Regions from separate parts of the Mus musculus genome. Here region 2 is linked to region 1. Evidence: chromatin contacts called from public HiChIP or PLAC-seq data. All regions are on one chromosome and are shown on one strand. The core of a region is the stretch at or near the end of the contact, and the rest is flanking DNA. Distances in the headings are between cores, read along the strand shown.

What was found. HiChIP or PLAC-seq counts read pairs in DNA pulled down with a chosen protein or histone mark.
Region 2: a contact with region 1 is called in a FOXA1 HiChIP or PLAC-seq map of pancreatic cancer cells. The contact joins the promoter of Mcpt2 here to the promoter of Ripk3 in region 1. A contact is called at or near these places in 2 of 39 promoter capture datasets (hippocampal neurons and stem cell-derived epiblast-like cells) and 1 of 115 datasets of contacts at active chromatin or transcription factors (pancreatic cancer cells).

Annotation. Positions count from the first base shown.
Region 1 is chr14:55,787,039-55,791,577 of GRCm38.p6, forward strand. Ripk3 (receptor-interacting serine-threonine kinase 3) reads right to left here and starts at 1,819. Exons shown (of 10, transcript NM_019955.2): 1 at 1,579-1,819; 2 at 1,200-1,343; 3 at 786-1,095; 4 at 244-401; 5 at 76-122. The coding sequence starts at 1,598. Gm32092 (a long non-coding RNA gene) reads left to right here. Exons shown (of 5, transcript XR_874644.2): 3 at 3,792-4,053.
Region 2 is chr14:56,038,959-56,043,680 of GRCm38.p6, forward strand. It overlaps Mcpt2 (mast cell protease 2), which reads left to right and starts at 3,165. Exons shown (of 5, transcript NM_008571.1): 1 at 3,165-3,250; 2 at 3,743-3,893; 3 at 4,405-4,540. The coding sequence starts at 3,196.

The sequences.
Region 1 (4,539 bases), core at 569-3,068:
TGTTAGTGGGTCAGGGTAAAAGGGAGGGCTCCAGGGGGGTTTAGGTGCTTTCGGGTACTCCATTTGGAGTCTTACACTCAGCTTCTCTGCCAGCCAGCACTGCCCACACGAGGATCCCAAAGCTGTACAGACACAAATGGAGGCTTAGATGGCCTCTGGCGAGACTTCTTTCCTGTATCATTCCCTTTAGAAGGGCCCAAATTGGTATAGAGATTTGGAGTGTGTTTGGGGTGGATGGTTTACCTGTAGACATCACTCGCTTTAGAAGCCTTCAGGTTGACATCAAATAACAGCTCTGGGTCCAAGTACGCTAGGGTGCCCCCAGAGTCCCTGGATCCTGATCCTGATCCTGACCCTGACTGGGACCCTCCCTGAAACGTGGACAGGCCAAAATCTGCTAGCTGTAAAGGAAAGGAAAGGGAAGGTATTAGATGAAGGGGGGGGTCAGAGATTTTTCCCTCTCTTGCTCCCCAGAAGATGCAGCAGCCTCAGCTTTTTGGAAGGTGTTATGGAGGACCAGAGGGAAGGTAAAGTCATTGAGAACTTAGCAGGAGATCTGAGTTGCTGATGGGCAGGCCTGAGATAAGTCAGCCTGGGTCCGTGAGGGTGCATTAGGCCTGTGGAACTGAGCCAGGGGGTTAAGAAGGGCGTCTGGTAAGGAGGGTCACCTGGTATGACTAGAAATAAAACTCCTAGTTGGGTCTTGTCATGTGTGTAGTCTTGTATTCAGAGGGACAGGTACTCAACATGGTCCCAAGTCTACACTAGGTTGTAGATGGACTAACCTTGGCGTGGAGCTCTGGATCCAGCAGAATGTTAGAGGGCTTGAGGTCCCGGTGCAGGAGCGGAGGGTTCAAGCTGTGTAGGTAGCACATCCCCAGCACCACTTCCTGCAGCAGGCGACAGAGGAGTGGCCAGGGCCGAGGGCACTCGGGTTGCAGCAGCCCTGCGAGGGAGCCATTCTCCATGAATCTTGTCACCAGAGCCTGCCCGGACACGAAGTCCCACTGGAGGTCCTCAGTGACCCCCAGCAGGAGCAGAACGTTCTCATTACGAAGATTAACCATAGCCTTCACCTCCCAGGATATCTTCTTCCTACACGCCGAAAGGGGGCCAAAATTGGATTGCGCTCTGGAAGACCCCACCCTTGCCCCACTCAGGCTCGTGACCACACTCTGACTACAGCTGGGGTCACTCACGAGTTCACGATCTTGACTGCTACATCATGGTTCCATGTTCTGTGGTGTGCCCGGAACACGACTCCGAACCCTCCTTTACCCACAAACTCCAGCTTCTTCAGTTCTTCACGGCTCACCAGAGGAACCGCTGACGCACCAGTAGGCCTGAGAAAGGTTCTTGTCCGGTAGGGGGCCCATCCCCCAGCCTAGCGCATCCTCTGTCTCCCAAGCTCCGGGATTCCGTGACTGCGCGTGGGCAGCGTAGGCAGCGAGTCTAGCCTCCCCACTGCTGCCCGCCTCACCCCCAGCTTTGTCCCCTGCCTCAGAAAAGGCGTCCTTTGAGTGTGTCCCCGGGCCACCTGTGTGGGTGTGCCGGAGACACAGCTCACTCCCCACTCACCATAACTTGACAGAAGACATCGTCGGGAGCTAGCGGCTTCCTGGAGTTATGTGTGCACAGACGGAGCTGGAAACCCGACGTCTACGGCTCGGAGTGTGGACTGAGAGGAAGGCAGGGTCTGCAAAGGGAACAATCAGTAGGTCAAGGCACGGAGGTTCAGGCCCCGAATTCCGCTTCCCAGGTCGCTCCCCCGGACTTTGAATGAGCGACTTCACAACTTCCCTTTCAAATAAGAGGCTCCTTCTATCTCCGCCCCCTGGGGTGGAGCATTGAAAACTTTGGGGCTATTTCCTGTGCACGTGCCTTGAAACTGCTTCCACCCGAGAAGCGCCCAGGCACTGGGCGTGCCACAAAAGGTGTCCTCACCATCCAGGAACGATTGACTCCCCACGATAGCCAGTCTCTCTTGGACCCCTTAGCTCCACCGCTTGCCAACCACATTTTGATGAAGGGAGGATGGAGATCAGGAGGATTTTATGGTCCTAAGATCACGGAGTAACGCTTCTAGTAAGGGTTGTCTTGGGCCAGGTACACATACTGGCTTCTTAGATCAACCGTGTTTTCTTTTCTATAGAGGAGGAAACCCAAGTACTTAAAGTTTAAATCGCTTGGCCAAGTAAGTATGGGACTAGTTTAGAACCGAGTTCTGCTCCACCAAGGTAGCCCTTATTTTATTTATTTATTTATTTATTTATTTACTTACTTACTTACTTACTTACTTACTTACTTACTTTTGAGACAGGGTCTCTTTTTGGAGCCCTGGTTGATCTGGGACTCGAGTATACAGACCAGGTTGACTCAAACTCACAGAGAGCCATCTGCATCTGCCTCCTGACTAAATGCTGGGATTAAAGGTGTACGCCACCATGCTTGGCTTTCTTATTTATCTTAAAATTTATTTATGTGTGTGCATGACCATGCATGTGGTGAAGGGGTGCATGTCATGGTGTGTGTGTGTGTGTGTGTGTGTGTGTGTGTGTGTAGGTGTTCGACCTTGTTTGAGATAGGGTCAGTTTGTTCTCTGCTGTGTGCATAATGCTATGTGTTAGCCTGTTAATGTCCCAGTATTCTCCTGTCTCTCATCTTGCTGTAGGAACACTGGCATGGTATACATGGGCTACTGTCCCCAATGTCACTTTAGTTGTGGGAATATGAGTTCAGGTCCTCATGCTTGCATGACAAGAATTTTGCCTACTAAGCGGCACACACACACACACACACACACACACACACACACTCCAGCTCAAGTTAGCTTATTCTTCTTGACAATGCCTCTGGGCTATATAAATCTACCTGTGGTGCAGGTAAGGTATGAGGCACGCAGTATGCACTAAAGGACCTCTTGGAATCCCTGCTCAGCAAGAGCAGCTACTAAGTAGGGGTTGTGGAGCTGGAAGGCCCAGGGTCTATGCCAGGGTGTTGTAATGAGGATAGGTGTGCTGGCCCTGCAATCGAGCCACTGCTGCTGTGATGGCCTCTGTAGCAGCTCTAAGGGCTTCCCACCCTTCCCCTTGTGTGATACCTTTGGCAAGTAAATACTCTGATTCATGCTTCAGGCAAGCATGGCATATATTCTCCATGAAAGCTTTTCAAGATCCTAGAGTGTCAGACTGTTGGGTAACAGGACTGGTGGTGCACACCTTTAATCCCAGCCCTCAGGAAGCAGAGGCAGGCAGACCTCTAGGACCAGCCTGGTCTACATAAGGAGTTTGAGGCCAGGTTAGCTACATAGCAAAACCTTGTCTCTAAATAAATAAGTAAAAATGAGTTTAAGGTAGGGGCTGGAGAGATGGCTCATCAGTGAAGATGAGCGGTTGGTCTTTCAGAGGACCCTGGCTTGATTCCCAGTATACACTGGAGAGATGGCTCATCAGCGGTTGGTCTTCCAGAGGACCCTGGCTTGATTCCCAGTACACACATGGTGGCAAACAATTGTATGTAACTCCAATGCCAGGGGATCTGACACGTTCTTGTGTCCTCTGTGGGCACTAGGCATGCGTGTGGTCACAGACTACATGCAGATTAAAAAAAAATCAAATTAAATTTGAAGTAGCCAACAGATCCCTATATTTTATCACTCAGTGGCATAGTTGTGGCTGGAGGTAGAAATAACTGGATAGTCAGCCCTAGCATTCAGTCCTTAGTAGGAAGATCCAACCTCAAGCTAACACTCTGGAGCAATTTCATAGTTACTCCCCATTCCTTCTTCCCAGGCCCAGTAAAACACCATTCCCACCTCATTCCTACTCCCCAACCTTCACTGACGAACACTTCAGATGCCTTATAAAAGAGACACACCATTAATTCCAATACTCTGGAGGCAGAGTTAGACCAGCCTGGTCTACGGACAGGGCTACATAGAGAAACCCTGTCTCAAAAAGAAAAAAAAAGGAGGAGGAGGAGGAGGAGGAAGAACCATATGCTATCTTATTTGACTGGTTTACTTCATTTGGATTCAGACACAACATCTTCGAGGTAAATTATGTTATGGGATGTTTCTGAATTTTATTAAGGTTAAATAATATCCATAAATGCTGAAAATATTCTAGCACAGTGCATACCACACCTCTATGCCCATTCATCCATCCTGGGCATTGGTTGGTTTTCTCCTTTCAAACATTGTAAATGACAGTGCTGTGAACATTATTGTACAGAAGTTATTTGAGTCCCAGCTTCTAGTTCTTTTCGGAGGTAGAAGTGCTCACAGCAGATGCTGTTTGGAAAAAGAGAGTCACCCCTCTCATCAGCGAGGGTTTGGAAGGATGCTCAGTTATTTGGGTTGAGTGTGCTGGAAAACATGCTCTCCTTGCTGCACTTCAGAGTTCCTGAAATCTTTCTTTCTTTTTTTTTTTTCCCCCGAGACAGGGTTTCTCTGTGTAGCCTTGGCTGTCCTGGAACTCACTTTGTAGACCAGACTGGCCTCAAACTCAGAAACCAGCCTGCCTTTGCCTCCCGAGTGCT
Region 2 (4,722 bases), core at 1,915-4,414, 250 kb after region 1:
AGACTGTGCCATCATCCACATGGCATTCCTAATGAAAGTTGAAAATATCCACCAAGTTCATCCTAGTCATCCCCTGCCAATCCGCTGCCTGCTCCCTCCCTTCCTTCCCCAGCAGTTTCAGTGTTTCTAGAGATTGAGGCATCTTTTCCTGTTATTGTGCCTGTTTAGTTTCCATTTGAAGAGCAAGATTCTCAAAAAATCTGTAAGTTTGGATCACTGCTATGTCCCAAATTAGGACCCCATGCCATGGGCTTGGAGCTGAAGGGTTCCATTCATCCCCCCACCCCCAATGTGGTCTTCCATACCAAACAATGTAAAATACAGCAGGAAAGGAGTTTGAAGGCAAAAGGGAGGCATGGTAATATTTAAATACAATACTCCTGCATGAAAATTCTAAAACCAAACGTTTTAAACTTAAATAATTGTCTCTTAACAAGATGAAGGTGAAGATGTCTCTGGTGATTTCATATATTTGCACAGGCATCTACAATTGTCCAAAGAAACAGGGAGTCAATAAACATAATTTTGATTTGGACGTGCTATTATGGTTATAGATTAGGTGTTCTTTTCCTAGAAGTTTGAAGATGTTTTTATTTTGGGTTTGTGTTTCTGTACATCTCTGTCTCCATGACACCATCAAGTAGGATTATATTATTCCAAACATCCACACTCTTTTAAGTTGGATGCTACTTAGTGAGCAGTCCTGTGTGATCATTTTTTTTCTCAGCCTACTTTCCTTTCAAATACCCAGGGAAGATTTTCACTCTTCCTTATAGATGCATAAGCAAGATGAAACAACCTGACTTTAGGAAGAGAAAACTGTGTATATGAAAGAACACTGACCATGGATACTTCTCGAAAGTCAATACTCTTAGATTTTTTTCTCTACTTTGAGAGAAAAGTGTTGTCTTCCCAAGGTGTCTACAGTAGGTGCTACCTCCCGCACTCCAAGTCCAATAAGCATGATACCATCAGTGTGACATGATTGAGGTCCCTGCATTCGATGTTACTGCCCCTGATGATGCATGCTGATGCATACTCCAGATTGATAGCTGCAACAGATGTGTCATATGTGCCAACAATAAAACAATAAAACTAAACCAAGAGCAACTTTCCCTAATGTCACCACCCAGTTAAGTTTTCAATATTCCACTGTAGTTCTCCAAGATGCAAATAGATATGCAGAAGGGAGATAAAGCAGAGATCACCTCGCCTGCATCATTCAATAGTGCATTATTTGCACCAACTCTGGAGATCTCCACATATACTAAGGCTCTGGTTTACTTTTTTGGTAAAAAGAGACAGTTGTGAAATTTTCCACTAGTTTCTTTCATAATGTCACTTCGGGAATCCGACAACCACTGAGGGGATGAGGCCAATTGATAACTATATCTGTCCCACCTCTTCATTCATGAGCTTCAAAGTGAGAATGTTCATTTGGGACACTGTGTGTAGACCATCTCAAGGCCAGAATCACCTAAATGGGGCCGCATAGAATAATTTGGTGTCTTTACAAAGTATTATCTGGTAAGATCCAATGCACAGTAATAGAAAACATTAGTATATATTTTTCTCTAATTCATATCACTCTGCTTAGATAGCTCCTTGTAGCTCTGAGGAAGCAAAGGAAGGAAATACAGAAGGATAGAGTTGGGGCCAGAACTCTCCTCAAGGGCACCCGGTTTCTGTCATGTGAAGAGGTCTGAGCTGTCTGCTCCAAGCCTGGGAACCAGCTGAGGCTTCATAAGATGGTCAATACCTCTTTTTACCAGACCTAGAATTTTTCTGCAAAGCTCCATGATTCTAGAACATCAAGTCCAATTATATGGTTCATTGAGATGCACAGTCTTTCAGTTTGAACAAGTGCTTGCTCGAGTTACTACATTAATCTAGCTGTACAATATCTTTTTCTGTGAAATGCATCACAATAAAATAGTTTTTATCTGTTAAAACAAGTTGTCTTTCTTATTTTGAACCAAAAATCATGTCCAAACCCATCATCTTAATTGACCAGATTCGTGAGTACTTAGACACAATGAGCCAACCTCTCTCTCTACACTGCCTGCTCCGTCACCCAAAGCTGTGCCTTACATTGCAGATACAAAAGACATTTTATTCTGTGATACCCTGAAAGTCCATTGAGTTCTCCATAAATGTATATTATAATGTTTATAGAAGAGACTTAGTAGAGGCCCATTGGACACACAAACTTTATATGCCCCAGTACAGGGGAACGCCAGGGCCAAAAAAACGGGAATGGGTGGATAGGGAAGTGGGGGGAGGCTATGGAGGACTTTTGGGATAGCATTGGAAATGTAACTAAGGAAAATATGTAATAAAAATATTAAAAATTAAAAAAAGAGAGACTTAGTATGATTAAACTTACAGAAGCTGCTCTCAACCTTGCGTCAGAGGGGTCAATTATCAGATATCCTTCACATTACATATTTTACATTAAATTCATAAAACTGTAGCAAAATTTTACTTATAAAGTGTCAATGAAATAATTTTGTGGCTGGGGTCACCACAATATGAGAAACTGTATTAAAGGGTCACACCATCAGGAAAGTGGGGAACCACTGACTTAATTAAGGTCTTGTTCATGCCCTATATGCTGTGTATTCAATATACTCTCCCCACATCTTTATCCCTCACAGCCACATTCTATCATGTCCTACTTATTTGAATAAAGATGAGATGCCCTCACACTGGTCAACACAAACAATAGCCTTCAGGCTGAATCAGCCCACCATCAGTTTTTGTAAATAAAATGTACTTGCTCTCCCCCACATGCTCATACACTACAGAAGTCTGTGTTTGTGTTTAACAGCAGAGGTGAGACTTCCCACATATGCAGCATGGGTCTCAAAGCTGACAATAATACCTGGATGCTTAGAAGAACCATTCCATGATCCCTGATCAAGGTCCCCCTCCCTTTGTGTGCTGTCCTGCTTCCTGGGAGCCACTTTGAAGGGTGCAGTCGACACCTTATCATGGGATGCAGGAGTCTCAGAATCTGGCCACAGACTCAACACCACCAGAGAGCAGTCATGAGAATTTCTGATAAGGAAAGTAGAGCTTGTCCAAACCAGATCTGTGGTTCCCAGCCCTGCCTTTCTCCCACATTGGATCTATAAAAGCAGGAACCAGGACAGCAACACCCTAGAAGCTCACCAAGGCCTCAACACTGGCAAAATGCAGGCCCTACTATTCCTGATGGCACTTCTTTTGCCTTCTGGAGCTGGAGCTGGTGAGTTTGTCTTCATCTCCCTAACCTCTGAGTTTTCAGAAACCAGCCTTCATCTCTTAGCTTTGGCAATAGAGACCCTAACATGAGGAAGTGTACTAAACTAACATAGTCAAGGGGAAATCTGTAGGTCAAAGAAGAATGAAAAACTAATTCCTCTTTAGAACATTTCCTCAAGTTGCTTCCTGTTCTGATAGGCAGCTCTTCTCTGGCCTTCCCTTAGTGTTGAGGAAGATCAAATGAGGGTGTGGAGAAATGTCTGATGAAGTAGAATGTCAAAAACATGAATGGGCATTGTGTTCTGAATGAAGGCTGATGGTGGACATGAACACTAGTGAGAAATTTAGACCAAAGGGCATGTGGAGGGGCCTGATTACCATGAGCGGTGGGGTGGGCTTAGAGTAGTTATACAGCTTTACCTCATCTTCCCTTGCTGGTGCTGTGTTGGGGTGTTCCACAAGTTTGTGACCAGGGACTGGGGTTTCTTTGTTCCAGAGGAGATTATTGGTGGTGTTGAGGCTAAACCACACTCCCGTCCTTACATGGCCTATCTGAAGTTCACCACTAAGAACGGTTCGAAGGAGAGGTGTGGTGGGTTTCTCATAGCCCCACAATTTGTGATGACTGCTGCACACTGTAATGGAAGGTAAGAGGCTTCTTCTCTTCCTGTGAGGAAATGCAGGAGCCAGAATCCCAGAGCAGCAGAGGCCTGAGGAAGTTTCAAGATGGGCTCTCCTTACACAGAGAGGAAAAAGGAGCACAGGGCCACATACTGGGTCATCTCATGTGTGGTCTCCATTTTCAGAGGTCAGAGCTTTACCAGGGCTCTAGTCAGGAGGAAAACTACAGCTTTGGCTTGTCCTGGTGTCACCAGAGCTCAGACATGGTGTGGGGTGTAAGTCAATGTAGAGTGCCAACTTGCCATGTGCAAAGGCATGGGTTCAATCCAAGTAGTGGGTGTGAAGTGTGGGGAGAGAGTTCTCAGTCCTGTGTTTGTCCAACCTGCCTCCTTCTCGCAAGGCTGTGGTCCTGGGAGCTCCATCTCTAGTCTCTCTCATGCTGCACTGGGACAGAACCTAGAGCCTGGTGCCCTTCTCCCTGGAAGGAGTCCTCCTCCCAAGAGCAGCATGCTTCACTGCTTCTTTCTCTGTCAACAGTGAAATCAGTGTCATCCTTGGAGCTCATAATATAAACAAGAACGAACCCACACAGCAGATAATAAAAACTGAAAAAACATTTGTTCACCCAAAGTTTCAGTACCTTTCGGGTTTCTATGACATCATGTTACTGAAGGTACCGTTATTTTTATTGCACTGTTTAAGTCTCCCAATTCTAACTCTCCTCCAGGCTCAGGCCTTCAAATTCTTTCTTCTCCAAATCATTTCCTCTGAACCTACTACTGAATTTCCAAGGGGAATGGCCCCTCGTCCAAGCATCCTTCACTACTTTGACATCTCTTCTCTCCTTCCCCCAAC